Linked DNA regions of Mus musculus: regions 1, 2, 3 and 5 are each linked to region 4. The links are chromatin contacts, called in public Hi-C, HiChIP or PLAC-seq and promoter capture Hi-C maps. All regions are on one chromosome and are shown on one strand. The core of a region is the stretch at or near the end of the contact, and the rest is flanking DNA. Distances in the headings are between cores, read along the strand shown.

Region 1 (2,700 bases), core at 175-2,674, 350 kb before region 4:
CGGGAGTACCACTATGCAGCCCAGAGTACAGCTAGCACGAGTTCCCAGTTCCACTGTGCTTCCGCAGCTGTGCAGCTGTTGTCCACAACTCCAGCTTTAGGGGGCATGGTATGTGTTTACCCGCCCACACTGACTTGAGCCAAGTTAGTAAGGACACCCTCCTCCTGTGGGCCCCAAATCCTGAAGGCCCGGGAGATCTTTTTTGCCCTTTGTTTTCACTAAAAGTGAGAGTTGATCTTGGGATCCTGCCCATGCTAGGGAGTCCACGGGACATAACCTTACACATAGGTACTAAATTGACACTTTTGTAGTGTCTTGACGGGCGTGGAGACTCTGGAAAACCAGGGAAGGAAAAGTCAGGAAGAATGCACAACTTTGCCTCCCCAAAGGCCACATGGCTGCAACCTAAGGAAGAGTTAACTTTCAGGCCATTGGAGACAGCGTCCTGCCCGCAGGGGCAGCCCAGCCAATGACACTTAGTGTCGATGACGTCATGCACCTCCTGCGCCTTCTATTGGGGACTGGACAGCGAATCCTGCTGGAGGTTCAGGCAACGGAGCTGCAGAGCCCGTCCGTGGCAGAGGAAGGAGGAGGAGGAGGGCCAAGGACAAGAGAGCAGCAAATCGACCCAGAGTGGCTCCTGCCTCCTCCCTCTGCTCCCTGCTCCTCCAACAGAAGGTCCTCCTGGGGACTGCCCCACACTCACATCACAGAAGCAAAGCCACACAGCATTGGTTCAGAAAAGAGGAGCAAGGACTCCCTCTGCCACCTAACCTGCCCACTACACAAGGAGTGACTGGTGAGGGCTAGGGCTAGGGCTAGAACTCGGTATTTGAGTGCCTGTGCGCGCATGCGCACACAAACACAGGCGCACACACCAATAGTTTCCTTAGCACTACTTTCCCCACTCCTGACTCTCTTTCACCTGCCGGTAGATTGAAGGTCTGTGTCTGAGCCGCTGCCCACGACTGTCCCGTCCACTCTGCTGGGCTCTCTGGAAGGGAAGAGCAGGCAAGAGAACCTGTAGGCAGTGCTCAGCCCCTGCCCCACCCCTTTACCACAGTCCAGCAGCACAGCACTGGCTGCTCCAACCCACACCACTAGCTCCAAGAGGGACCCCTCCAGGGTGTCCTTTGAATTCCTTTCCAGACCAGCTTGTCTGTAACTCTCCCTGGTGGTCCCTCCCACCCACGACCCCAATCCACAGCCCCATCAGTTTCTCACGGTTCCACTCGGTTGGTAAATCTACGGCGCCACAGCATGGCCAAGCTGAACAGGAAGAGGGTGGTGCACATGGCTCAGCTGCCCCATCCCCACCGACGACCAACTCCGCTGAAGAAGGCCACAGGGCCGGGGAGCCACAATGGCCAGCCTACCTCTCCCAAGCCACCGCTGTGTTTCCTGAAGTTCCTGGGAAGGGATTAGGACGTTCAAGCTGATTAGTGGAGTGGGCAGACCTGACCTTGTGAAGAGAGATTAAACTCACCAGGCCCAAGATCTCCCCTCTAGTGGCAGAGTAAGTCAGCCTCCTTCAAGGCATGCCAGGTAACCCTGAGTGCCCCTCCAGAATGTTCTACCCAGAACATTCACTACTATCCGGGCTTTGGCATCAAGGCACGTAGTGCAATCGAGCTAAGTGAGCTACTTCCATACACTGTTAAATGTACCTGCAGAGCACTTGAGGACTTAGAAGCATCAAGGATAGCTTCAAAGAGGATCTGGGGCCTTGGCCCGGTGACAAAGACCTGTAAGCCACTGGGGAGGGGAGGAGCACCTCAAGTTCAAAGCCTGGCTGAGCTCCAGAGAGCTCTGAGGCCAGCCTGGGAAACCTAATGAGAGTGTCTCAAAGAGCTCTGAGGCGATAACTCTGTAGCAGAGTACTTGCCTGGGGTTCCAAGGCCCTAAGTTCAGTCTCCCATACGGGAGAGAAAGAGTGAGCTATCACAGGAGGTGTCTGAACGTGCAGGTGCCAGAGAAGGACGGGCCCTCAGCCAACTCTGCCGGGCTGCTGACATGAAAGCTTGCCAGTCTTCAGGGACCGAGGCTGCGAGGCAGGGGAGTTGCACTGTCGCAGCCAAGGCAGGAGAGAATGGCAGAGAGGAGAAGAGATGGATGATGGGACCAGGAGGACCAGAGAGTAGAGCGTGTGTGTGTGTGTGTGTGTGTGTGTGTGTGTGTGTGTGTGAGTGTGTGTGTGTGTGTGCTCGAGCACGTGTGTGCGTGTGTGTGAGAGTATGTGCATGTGTGTGAGAGTGTGTGCGTGCACATGTGTGTGTGCGTGTGTGTGTGCGTGTGTGTGTGTGTGTGTGTGTGTGTGTGTGTGCATGCGTGCGCGTGCACCAGGCCTCCCCTGCACCTTCTGAGCTTTCCTAATTACACTCCCTTTGCAGTAAAAGGCAGAGTCGAGGTGTGCACACAGACAGAACTATAAATTCTATCTTATATAACAATCTTATGTAATTTAGATACAAATTATAAGCTTATCAATTATATACTAGACTACTGTACCAATATAATCCTATGTTATGGAGATACAACAGTCAGAGGAGAAGTTGAGAATCGATAGAAATACTCTTTGCACATCCCACCTGGACCTCCTGGGCAACTAGCTGCCTTGGGCAGTAGGGCTTGAGTCAGCAACACAGGGCTGAGACAAGGGCTGAGTGATGCTGGGACCTAAACCCACCTGGGCCATCACCT
Region 2 (2,700 bases), core at 116-2,615, 270 kb before region 4:
GAGTTTACATAGATAGGTGGATTTCTGAGAGTCCAGGCCAGTCAGGGCTGCATAGTAAGACTCTGCCTCTTTTTTCTTTTCTTTTCTTTTCTTTTCTTTTCTTTTCTTTTCTTTTCTTTTCTTTTCTTTTCTTCTTTTCTTTTCTTTCTTTCTTTCTTTCTTTCTTTCTTTCTTTCTTTCTTTCTTTCTTTCTTTCTCTCTTTCTCCCCCCCCCACCTTTTTTTGATTTTTCAAGACAGGGGTTTTCTAATATATATATATATATATATATATAAAATTTTAAATTTCAATTAATTTTATTTATTTATTTTGGTTTTATTTTGTAGCCCTGGCTGTCCTGAAACTCACTTTGTTTGGTTTTTTTAAAGGCATTTTTTATTAGATATTTTCTTCATTTACATTTCAAATGCTATCCCCAAAGCCCCCTATACCCTCCCCTGTCACTTTGGGTTTTGTTTTTGTTTTTGTTTTTTGTTTTTGTTTTTGAGACAGGGTTTTTCTGTTTAGTCCTGGCTGTCCTGGAACTCACTCTGTAGACCAGGCTGGCCTCGAACTCAGAAACCCGCCTGCCTCCCAAGTGCTGAGATTAAAGGTGTGTGCCACTGCCTTGCAAGACTCACTTTGTAAGTCATGGCTGGCCTCGAATTCACAGATATCCTCCTGCCTCTGCCTTCCAAGTGCTGGGATTAAAAGCATGTGTCATAACTAAACCGCATTTAAAAAATTTTTGTTTGGCTTTTTTATTCTTTTGTTTGTTTTTACTTTTCGAGACAGGGTTTCTCTGTGTAGCCCTGGCTGTCCTGGACTCACTCTGTAGACCAGGCTGGCCTAGAACTCAGAAGTCCATCTGCCTCTGCTTCCCCAGTGCTGGGATTAAAGGCGTGCGCCACCACTGCTTGGCTTGTTTGGCTTTTTCGAGGCAGGGTTTCTCTGTGTAACCTGGACTTGCTTTGAGACCAGGCTGGCCTAAAACAGAGATGGGCTTGCCTCTGCCTCCTGAGAGCTGGGGGTTAAAGGCGTGGCCACCACGTCAGACCCGGGCATAATTTTTTTTTAAGAAATTACAGTCAGTTTTGCGTGCAGTCCCCGCCCCTCAACTCCGGTAGACCAGTACCCTTCCTCAGGCCCCTAATCCATCTTCGTTCCTGCAGCCCTGCCACGCCCCGCGGCAGTCCTTCCACCCCCGCCCCAAGCATCTTCAGCGTCCCCTAGCGACCGGGCGGCGGCTCCTAGCAACAGCATCCCGGCGCCCTAACGACGGCGGCACGCAGGCCTACGTCAGCGCGCTCGGCCCCGCCCCCGCGCCGCCGGCCCCGCCTCCCCGCGCCTTAGGCTGCCGCCGCCGCTACCGCCGCCGCTGTCGCTGCTGCCGCCGCCCGAGACTCGCGCAGAGCAGTTATGGCGGATCCCGCAGCGCCCGCACCCGCCCAGGCCCAGGCCGCCGCCGCCCCGACCCCGGCCGCAGCCCCCGCCGCCGCCGCCCCGCCGCCCGCGCCCGCTACGGACTCGGCCTCAGGGCCGTCCTCCGACTCCGGCCCCGAAGCAGGCTCACAGCGCCTGCTGTTCTCCCACGACCTGGTGTCCGGCCGTTACCGCGGCTCGGTGCACTTCGGGCTGGTACGCCTCATCCACGGCGAGGACTCGGACTCGGAGGGCGACGATGACGGCCGCGGCAGCTCGGGCTGCTCCGAGGCCGGGGGCGCGGGCCACGAGGAGGGCCGGGCCAGCCCTCTGCGGCGCGGCTACGTGCGCGTCCAGTGGTACCCGGAGGGCGTCAAGCAGCATGTGAAGGAGACCAAGGTGAGGCGGGCCGGGGCGGTCGGCAGGGCTCGGGGAGGGGAACGCCGCCTCGTCGCCCGGTGCACCGTCATCACACCGGCCTGGGCGCGCACGCCGGCAGGGCTGCTCCGGGCGAGGGGAGGGGCCTTGCGAGCGATGCTCGGCTGTGGTGTTGGCCTCGGGGTGATGGACGCGCACGGATGCCCGTGGGGACCTCCTCGGGCGCTGAGGCGCGTTCGGCGTTACACTAGTGCGGCGTTTTTTGCTTACAACCCCCACCGCTAAAGGAGGTCCGTGCTGCATTGTGCTTTCCGAAGGGAAGGCCGTGCCGGGGAGGGCTTGGCTGTGGGTATTCCAAAACAAAGATAGAGGTGAAAACCCAAGAAGTTGAGCAGATGCTGACGGAATGCATGGTGGGGCAGCGGCCCCACGTCTTTTTTGTTGTAACCCCTCTGCATCCTTTGAATTGCCTCGGAGAACTTTATGAGGGAAATGATGAACCAGTCCAGGGCCATGATATTAATAGTACTGAGGGAGATGGTGGCAGCTGCGACTGGGTGTCTAGGACTTCTTGGGGTGGGGTGGCCTATGAAATCGTGGACAGAAGAGAGAGGGACCAATGGGAAAAGCTGCATCTTGTTTTTTCGTTCTTTTGGTTTTAACCTGGGGCTCTTAAGCAAATACCACATTCTCCCACTGTTCGGGAAAGAGGCTTGTGAATGGAGCAGTTCTACAAGAGCGGACTGACATCATAAACCTAAGCCAAGATTGGTTTGCAGGCTTGTTTTCCTGAGTGTGTGGTTTTGTATCTGTCTCTCACATATCTTTACCTCACAGCTCCTCCTGTCCTGCCCCTCCCCATCAGGAAACATTTCTAAGCATGAATCAGGTCCCTGGAAGTGAGAGATCTGCTTTGGGGGA
Region 3 (2,700 bases), core at 106-2,605, 280 kb after region 4:
TTTCACAGTTCCACTAAGTTTACAAATTTTTGTGTGTGACCAGATAAGTGATGTTATTCTGATGTTAGACCTTCTTATCAAAAGCAATGGCAAGGTTGCAGAGTGAGAGAGAACTCCAGTAAGAAAGGACCAACTGATGACCACCATACTTGAAAGGCTAACCTGAGTTACAGTCAAGTTTGGATGACGTCAGCCAACACTAGTCATTTGAAGAAACCAATACATTTTCTATAACCAATGTTCCCCTGTCCCAACTCCCAAAAGTGTTGAACCAGAGCTGCTTCTGCCTGACTTTAGTTCGGATGCTGCCAGCTCCTGGCTGGACGCTGGAGTGTTGTTCAATCTCTCGGGTTCTGACATTTCCACAGGTTGGGATCTCCTAAACTGGCCCATCACTCAGGCACCCAGTAGGGACACTCCTGGCACACAGCAGGGAACGGAAACCAACAGGGCTTTACAAGAGGAACTACAGCATTGGCCTTTGTCTCACAGAACCTAGGCCTACTGTGACATGACAGCAAGGAAGGCAGGGACCTAAGCTTGTACACATGCAGTTTTTACATTGTGGCAATCTCATTTAGGCCAGTTACGATGAGGCTCCCTTGCCTGCCCGATGCTGAAGGGGTCTGCAACCATTAACACCCCGGATGTCGCTGACTCAAGCTAGACAGTACAGCCTGCACGGAGTGAGCCCATTTCTGCACGTTTGACTGTTTAAGGGAATTCAAGCATGGGTGATCCTCGTGGACAATCTAACAGGCCTTAAAGATACAAAAGGCCTCCGGTGCACAGAGTCTCCTCCCGAGACTTCAAGCAAACAGTCATTTCTAGACAGGTCTCGTGCTGGTTGGTACAGACTTCCACTTGTCATGTCGTGGACTTGTCGGGTTTTATGTCTGAGACCGTCAGGCCTCTGAGGCCTGGCCTGAGAAGTGTGGATTCGGGACCCGCGCTCCTGCCTTTCCGACTCGGAGGCTGGGACCGAGTTTCCCGCCCCACTGCCCGACCAGAGGTTGGTGACAGTTGAAGTAAGCTGGGACCGGTCCCAGCAGGTTGGAACCGGTCTGGGCCGAGCCGGAGGAAGGGGGGGGGGGACAGCCTCGCGCTCTCCCTGCGCGCGTGACTCACGCTGGCCGCTGACGTCAGGCGTGCGCGCGCGGCGGGGGGGGCTCTACGTACGTGTAGTGCTGCGGTTTCTCGGGCTGTGCCTGCAGCACCTGAGCGGTAGCGGCCGGGGGCGCCGAGGAAGCTGCCGAGCCGCCGGGCCCGGGGCCCTTCGACATGGTCCTGTCTTCCTGCCTCTTCGCCGCTCCCCTTTTATTATTCAGTCTGCGCGGTCCGCGCCGAAGACCCACAGCGCCTGCGCCGCGCCACGAGAACGTGAAGACCCCCCGCACAGCAGCAAAGGTTGCTGGGAGTTGTGGTCCTCCTTTCCGGTGAAATTTTACCGTTGGCACAGTGTCGCTGCTAAAGTGCAAGACCACAATACCCAGAGATCTTTGCGGACGGTGTCCCGGATGCTGAGGATCCGCAATGCCTTGTGGTAATTGTAGTCTAGTCACTCTTAACTATTACCTGAGCATTGTCAGTGTGGTCGGAGGTGAACTCTACCTTTAAACTGGATCCTCCGGAGAGCAAGGAACCAGTTAGGGAGGCCTGAAACAACTCCACGGAGAATGTTCCAAATGCAGTGCAGTAATTGCCTTGCCTCCCTACCAGTACAGTTGGCGCACCGTTTCTAAAGTCAGTCTAGAGCATTGCCTCGGAGCCAGCAAGCTAGTCAGCCAATATTTTCATAATATAGTAACCTGTAAATCACCAGAGAAAGTATGCAGGCTAGCAGACAGTTTGAAGAAGCTTTTTATTGTTGTTGCTTTGTTTTGTTTTTAAAAATTACAATACACCATATTGTTCCTGGGCATCATTAACATTTATCAACCCTGAAACCTGGAACCCCTCCACTTGGGCTCCTTCTGAACTCAGTGGTTGGCCCAAATACCTTGTTTCCAGTAGGTTAAGGTCCAAGGGAGAACCTAATCTCTATCTAGAGTAGTCTCTTAGGCACTTTGGTAAATTGTTGAGAAGTATAGTGATAGACTACATGAGAAGGGCCAGGGGCTGAGGAAAAAAAAATGTTCTAGTCCATTCTAGTTCCCTTTTCTGGAAAAAAACCTTTCTGTTCCGGGGAAATGCAAGGCAATTGCCTCACATTTAGGAATATGGTTTTATGAAATGACTTTCTACAGGCTGGATATAGGGGTACATCCTGAGGGAGGAAAGTCACAAGTTCCAGGCCAAGCTAGGCTATGTACTAAAACCCTATCTCAAAAACCAACACGGTGGCATGTATCTCGGTCCCAGCACTCAGGAAGCAACGGAAGGTGGATCTCTGAATTCAAAGCCTGGTGGCATCCGTTGGTAGTTCTAGGTCAGCCAGAGCTGTCAGTCTGTCTAAAAACCCGAACAAGAACAACCAAACAACAACAGGTTGGAGATGAGTAGGGGTAAAGGTGCTTGCTTCCCTAGGCTGCAAACCCAAGTGGGATCTCTGGGACTGATGTACAGGTGGTAGGAGAGAACCCACTCCACGAATAATAATAAAATAATAAAAATGTCCATCATAGATATGTAATACTTCCCATTTGACCTTGTTTTCTATGTTCAATCTATATCAAATTCTTTTTTATTTTTGGTTTGTGA
Region 4 (2,700 bases), core at 129-2,628:
AAGACAACACAGAAATATGGACCGGGCGTTGTCCTGCTGCTGATTGGCTCAGACTAGGTGTTGTCCTGCTGCTGATTGGCTCAGACTAGGCGTTGTCCGTTGCTGATTGGCTCAGATTGGATGAGTAAGGCGTGTGGCCTTTGAGGACTAGAGTTGACTGTTGGAGTCGGGGCAGGAGGAGAGAGAGACAGAAGCAGAACTGAGCAGGACAGGGAGGTTGAGCAGAGAGAACGCCAGGGACTCGTAGCAGGGAAGTCGCGTTGAGTCTGGAGGGTTAGCTGAGGGACTGCCCCAGCAAACAGGCAAACAGCCTTATACTATACAGATGTCTCTGTGTCTCTGTTATTAAACCCACGTGGGATCCCACAAGTTCTGAAGTATCCATTGTAAGCCACTCTGTGTGGAATCCAGTCTCCAGACTTGAACCGTTAAGATATGATCTGCAAAAACAAATTTGTCTCCTCAGTCAGCGCTTTTATCCTAAATTAGGGTTTAGCTAACTGGAAAGATGGCTCAGCAGTTAAGAGCTCTTTCTTACTCTTCCAGGAAGCCTGAGTTAGGGTTAGGGTTCCCAGAACCCACATGACAGACAGCTCACTACTGTAATGTCAGCTCCAGAGGGATCAGATAACCTTCTGGTCTTCCAGGGCACCTGGCATGCAAGTGACGGCACAGACATACATACCCATGGGCGAAACATCTATCTATACACCATGTTAAAATCCACAAATAAATCATGAGCTGGTGAAATAGCTCAGCAGGTTAAGGCATTTGCCACAAAACCTGGCACCCGAATTCAATCCCTCTGGGTCCTACACATGGGAGGGAGAGAACTGTAAACCCTATATACCACTCCGTGCCAGCCTCCACCTCCTGCCTTCCGCCACCGCCCTGCTTTTTCTTGGGTGAGCTGGGTTTGGCAGAGCACACCTTTCTTTAATCCAGCCCACGGTAGGCAGAAGTCAGCCTGGTCTACATAACCTATTCCAGAGCAGCCAAAACGATCTAAAAAAAATTCAGGTATAATGTTGGTTTGCTTGATTTTTGGTTTGGAGACCAAGTCTGACTCTGTAGCCTAGGCTAGCCTGGAATTTACTATGTGATCCAAACTGGCTTCGAACTCGTGAATGGCCTCCTGCTTCAGTCTCCCAGCAAGGGGCTGTCTTTCAAAGGAGCGAGCAAACCAGCCTCTGGCTACGAGGAAAGACCCACGTATGCCTCAGGTGAGCGGCTCTTCCAGCCACATTCAAGATGGCGTCGACCCGCAGCCCGCTCGCGAGCTCCGGCAGGAACACACTTCCGCCTGCCACTCCCAACATGGCGCCCCCGAAAGCGTCCGGGGGCGGGGCCGAGGGAGGAAGTGGGCGTGACAGGGACGGAAGCCGAGCAGGGTTTGGAGCTAAAACAGCGGGGAGTGGGGACAGCGCTGTCCGCTGCTATGATTCCCCCGCAGGAGGCTTCCGCCCGGCGGCGGGAGATCGAGGACAAACTGAAGCAGGTGACGCTGGGGAGAAAGTGAAGGAAAGGCGCTCAGGGGCATCGAACCGGGGTGGAAGGGGAGATAGGGTTAGGCGTAGGCCGTGGTGCTGGGTGCTGGGTGCTGGTGGTCGCCTTTCACCATCGGCTTGTGGTGATGTCCTCCTCTCTGCCCCTCGCAGGAGGAGGAGACGCTGTCGTTTATCCGAGACAGCCTGGAGAAGAGCGACCAGCTCACTAGGAACATGGTGAGTAGCCTTTCAGCTGGGAGGCTGCCGCCAGGCTCCTGAGCCCCAGAGGAGGGGCGTGTGATGGACGTGTCCTGCGCCTGTCCAGGGACTCCAGCGTGGGTAGTAAACAGTGGGCATATCTTGCAGCGATGGGTATCTCTGCACCCCAGTTTCCACCCCATCACCGAGGAAACCGCTGCCCTATACCTGTTACTGTCTGTCCTTCTGCAAACATTTCGTGATATCCTGTACATGGCCTGGTACTGGCCCCGTGTCATTGTCAAATTCAAGCGAGGCGAGGCAGCGAAGTCACAGGGGCTTTGGAAGCAAAACCATCTCAGAGAGTTAATGCGTCTTAGATCTACCCAATGTCCTACAGCTTACTATGTGGTTCCTGGTGGTAGGCCTTGAGTTATGGTTAATTTACCTGGTAAAGCAGACAATGTCAGCCTCCCAGTGTGTCCGTGGAGGAAGTCTATGCATGCTTCCCAGTGTCTGGTATACAGTAAGATGCTTTAAAAGTGCTTGCATTTGTATTTACACAGTAATAAAATACTTGTTGAATGAGATTTGCCCTTAGGGAAAGAGGTTGGCTGTTTGTTTGAGGTAACAGTAATATATTTGCAACTATTTTGGAGGAAGCTACTTTCTGTTCAGTCTAGGAAAACTTCAGAGAGAACAGAAATTGAGATTTGACTTTCAAGGGTAGAAAGGAATCTATCCTGAGGTGATTGAAAAAAAAAATTTATTATGTATAGTGTTCTGGTTGTATGTATGGCCATATGCCAGAAGAGGGCACTAGATCTCATTATAGATGGTTGTGGTTGAGCCGCTATGTGGTGCTGGGAATTGAACTCAGGACTTCCGAAGAGCAGCCAGTGTTCTTAACTGCTGAGCTGGCTCTCCAGCCTGATTATCTCTTTTTGCAAATAAGCAAATTTATTTTATGTGCATGAGTGTTTGCATGTGTGTATGTGTCCCACAAATGAGCAGT
Region 5 (2,700 bases), core at 181-2,680, 500 kb before region 4:
TGACTCGCCCTCTGCACAGAGAAGTCCTCACTGTGTGCAGGAGGGACTGGTTGAGGTCCCAGCAGGGCCTGAGTTCATTTCATTCCATTGCCCCAACCCAGCATGCTTCCTGTGGCTCTCCCACGCCCATCTCACCTGACATCTGCTTGCTCCCTCCCAGCCCTGCACGCAGGCCCAGCCGGAGGGGCATCCCCTGACCACACCTCTGTGCCACATCTGATGCTGGGGGTTGCAGAGGCTGCTCAGGTTGGCTTCACCCTTCTGTCTCTGGCTTTTAGAAAAACGATAGCTACATGACAGATCTGGACCCAACGGGATTTGGGGAACGGCTCTAGAACTGTCCCCTGAAAAATAGCACCAGTGTATTTGCTAGCTCAGAGAACAAAGGTGCCTGCTGCCAACCCTGCTCAGGCCTGCCGCCCTGAGTCTGAGCCTCAGACTAGTTCGATAAAAGGGGAGAACCAAGTGGTATGGATTGTCCCCCAAGTTCCACATGCACACAAAACAAATACAAATGTAATTGATAATAATAATAATAATGAAACCGTTCATCTACATTACCATCAAACTAATGAACCACTCTCTCAAGCTGGCAGGCTGCCCGTCAGACCTGTCCCTACCAGCACAATGCCTCTTTCTGCTTCTAGGCTGATAAACAGGCAAGCAAGCACCTTGTTAGCAGGTAAATGGTGCACTCTCTCCCTCTCACTTTGAATCATTAGCTGGGCCACCGCAGCTGCGCCTAGGGCCCAGCTCTGCGGCAGCGCTCTGCTCTGTTCTCCTCAGGCTTGATCACACTCCTCAGGGAGCAGCACTGAGCAAGCTGGATGCCCCAAATGGGTTCTCCTACCATCCCAACTGAGACTTTCTGCCCCTGGATCTGCTCAGACAAAACTCCTGTCCAGAGCCTGGGAAGTGAGAAGGCAGTAACCGCTTAAATCTCTGCTGCTCTGCACGCTAACCTTTTTAAATTCCCTCTGGGTGGGCACGCACACTCCTCCCCTGCTCCCCACATTGGCTCTGACCCTGCCGCTCTCCGAAGCTTCCCTCAGTGTGCCTGGGCTCATTGGATGGCAGACTTTTGCTCTCCCAGGCCAAGAAGCCTGGCTGGCTTTGCTTTTTAGCAGGATATCCCACCTGCTGGTCCCAGAGAGAGAGAGGAACCCAGCTTGTACACTAAGCTTGTGCTGCCAGCCCGGGCCAGGCCCCTCACTGCTGTGCCTGACTGTCTGTAGGTCTGTTATCTTTTCACTCATGGAAATAGACAGGACCCAAGAAGAGGGTTTTGTATGACATGTTAGGGCAGTTAGAAAAGTGGGGACCCCCACCCCCAGCCTTACCTTAAGAGTTCAGGCTCTTCCTGCATAACGGCTGAAAGCATGCAATAACTCCAGCTTCCAGGAGAGGGCGCCAAAGGCACACAATCAGACCTCGGGCCTTCAGAGAGTCAGAGAGTTGGCCAGGCTTTTGGCCCTTCTGGGGAACCTGCAGGGTTAGGTTCAGAGCCCTCACAGCAGACGAAGACCCAGGCAGCAGGAAGCAAAAAAAAAAAAAAAAAAAAAAAAATTATCTAAGGCAATAGGAATTCCATCAGTGTGACCACACAGCCAAGGCTTAGCAAGCTCACTGAACATCGTCTCTGTTTCTCAGAAGCTGAAAGTGGCAGAGGGACAGCTGGCTTTGGCTGTGGGGGGGGACTAACAGAGCTGTGTCCCTGCAACATATGAGGAGCAAACTGCTGGTCTAAGAAAGCAGCAGAGCCTACCATGGCCTCTGCAATTCCAAACATCTTCCTTCTCGTCCCTGTGCCCACCCTCCTGTCCTGTGCTGCTTCTGAAATCGACTGAACAAAATACATGATCTCTCTCTCCCTGTTTCTCTTTACAGAACTGAAGAATAATGAAGGTGTCCTTAGCCTCTTCCTGAAAGCTTTCCTTCCTTTTGACATCCTAAAAGCTTGAGAGATTTAAAAAAAAAACAAAAACACCCCCCCCCCCCCGAGGAGCCAATGCAGGCTGGGGTGCGTCCCTGGGCTAGCAAGATCCTGGGCATGGCCTTGTCTCTGTCCTCCTCAGAGGAGGAAGCTTGCCAGCAGTATGGGCTCAGGCTTTGAGCTTTTCTTACCAGCCATGTTTGCTCCCCACAGCCTTTGTGCCCCCCCCCCACACCCTGTTCCCACAATCCCTCTGTGTTTTTGTTCTCACTGAAGCCAAACCACCAGATTTGAGAAGTAATAGACAAAGGAAGTGAAGTCCACTGGTACTCACGGGTGGTCACCCACACTCACACACACACACACACACACACACACACACACACTCACACACACACACACACACACACACACACACACACACACACTCACACACACTCACACACACACACACACTCACACACACACACTCACACACACACACTCACACACACACACACACACACACACACACACACACATGTGGGGCTGGGGCACTTTCCTCTCAGGCCGGAATGACTCATGTCAGGCATTAGCTTTAATAGGGCCTCCGTTTTGTGCTCCCACCCCCACCACAGGAGTCTCGGGTCCAACCCTCTCAATACTAAGAAGCCTTCCCAGTAGTGTTCTTACCGGCTCAGCCCAGTCTCCACTTCTGCGTGCAGAAGCAATGACAGTATTAGCCTCCAGGAGACTTCTGGGCCGTGCATTTTCTAAGTTTTTTTTTT

Evidence for each region. Promoter capture Hi-C pulls out the DNA fragments that hold promoters and counts their contacts. Hi-C and Micro-C count contacts between places; a contact is called where the count stands out from the background. HiChIP or PLAC-seq counts read pairs in DNA pulled down with a chosen protein or histone mark.
Region 1: an HNF4G HiChIP or PLAC-seq map of pancreatic cancer cells shows a contact between it and region 4. The contact joins the promoter of Prcd here to the promoter of Exoc7 in region 4. A contact is called at or near these places in 1 of 15 datasets of contacts at CTCF or cohesin (embryonic stem cells), 2 of 115 datasets of contacts at active chromatin or transcription factors (large pre-B cells and pancreatic cancer cells) and 1 of 9 other capture datasets (pancreatic islet).
Region 2: a FOXA1 HiChIP or PLAC-seq map of pancreatic cancer cells shows a contact between it and region 4. The contact joins the promoter of Ube2o here to the promoter of Exoc7 in region 4. A contact is called at or near these places in 2 of 39 promoter capture datasets (HPC-7-derived erythroid cells and cranial neural crest), 1 of 15 datasets of contacts at CTCF or cohesin (embryonic stem cells), 3 of 115 datasets of contacts at active chromatin or transcription factors (embryonic stem cells, microglia and pancreatic cancer cells) and 1 of 9 other capture datasets (liver).
Region 3: a promoter capture Hi-C map of neural stem cells shows a contact between it and region 4. The contact joins the promoter of Unk here to the promoter of Exoc7 in region 4. A contact is called at or near these places in 6 of 39 promoter capture datasets (the HPC-7 cell line, cranial neural crest, erythroid cells and 3 more), 6 of 484 Hi-C or Micro-C datasets (CD4 T cells, liver, myocytes and 3 more), 6 of 115 datasets of contacts at active chromatin or transcription factors (the SCID.adh cell line, embryonic stem cells, large pre-B cells and 1 more) and 2 of 9 other capture datasets (embryonic stem cells and pancreatic islet).
Region 5: a contact with region 4 is called in a Hi-C map of cerebellum, with 1.6 times the contacts expected there. The contact joins the enhancer-like site here to the promoter of Exoc7 in region 4. A contact is called at or near these places in 3 of 39 promoter capture datasets (hippocampal neurons and liver), 1 of 15 datasets of contacts at CTCF or cohesin (large pre-B cells), 3 of 484 Hi-C or Micro-C datasets (the G1E-ER4 cell line, cerebellum and embryonic stem cells) and 1 of 115 datasets of contacts at active chromatin or transcription factors (differentiating embryonic stem cells).

Annotation. Positions count from the first base shown.
Region 1 is chr11:116,655,832-116,658,531 of GRCm38.p6, reverse strand. It overlaps Prcd (photoreceptor disc component), which reads right to left and starts at 1,424. Exons shown (of 5, transcript NM_001163318.1): 1 at 1,225-1,424; 2 at 926-994. The coding sequence starts at 1,295.
Region 2 is chr11:116,580,112-116,582,811 of GRCm38.p6, reverse strand. It overlaps Ube2o (ubiquitin-conjugating enzyme E2O), which reads left to right and starts at 1,365. Exons shown (of 18, transcript NM_173755.3): 1 at 1,365-1,800. The coding sequence starts at 1,399.
Region 3 is chr11:116,028,971-116,031,670 of GRCm38.p6, reverse strand. Unk (unkempt family zinc finger) reads right to left here and starts at 1,355. Exons shown (of 16, transcript NM_172569.4): 1 at 1,180-1,355. The coding sequence starts at 1,283.
Region 4 is chr11:116,305,412-116,308,111 of GRCm38.p6, reverse strand. Exoc7 (exocyst complex component 7) reads left to right here and starts at 1,378. Exons shown (of 20, transcript NM_016857.4): 1 at 1,378-1,498; 2 at 1,659-1,724. The coding sequence starts at 1,439. It overlaps Gm26730 (a long non-coding RNA gene), which reads right to left and starts at 1,248. Exons shown (of 3, transcript XR_389166.1): 1 at 931-1,248; 2 at 1-440.
Region 5 is chr11:116,807,156-116,809,855 of GRCm38.p6, reverse strand. The region is part of intron 3 of Mxra7 (matrix-remodelling associated 7); the gene reads left to right. Among named protein-coding and RNA genes, the nearest start is that of Mxra7, 20 kb to the left of the region's middle. Within about 2 kb of position 1,430, at least 94 of the 459 cell types and tissues checked have an H3K27ac peak or open chromatin away from gene starts, as enhancers often do. A contact at or near this core is called in the G1E-ER4 cell line and cerebellum, where this site is marked.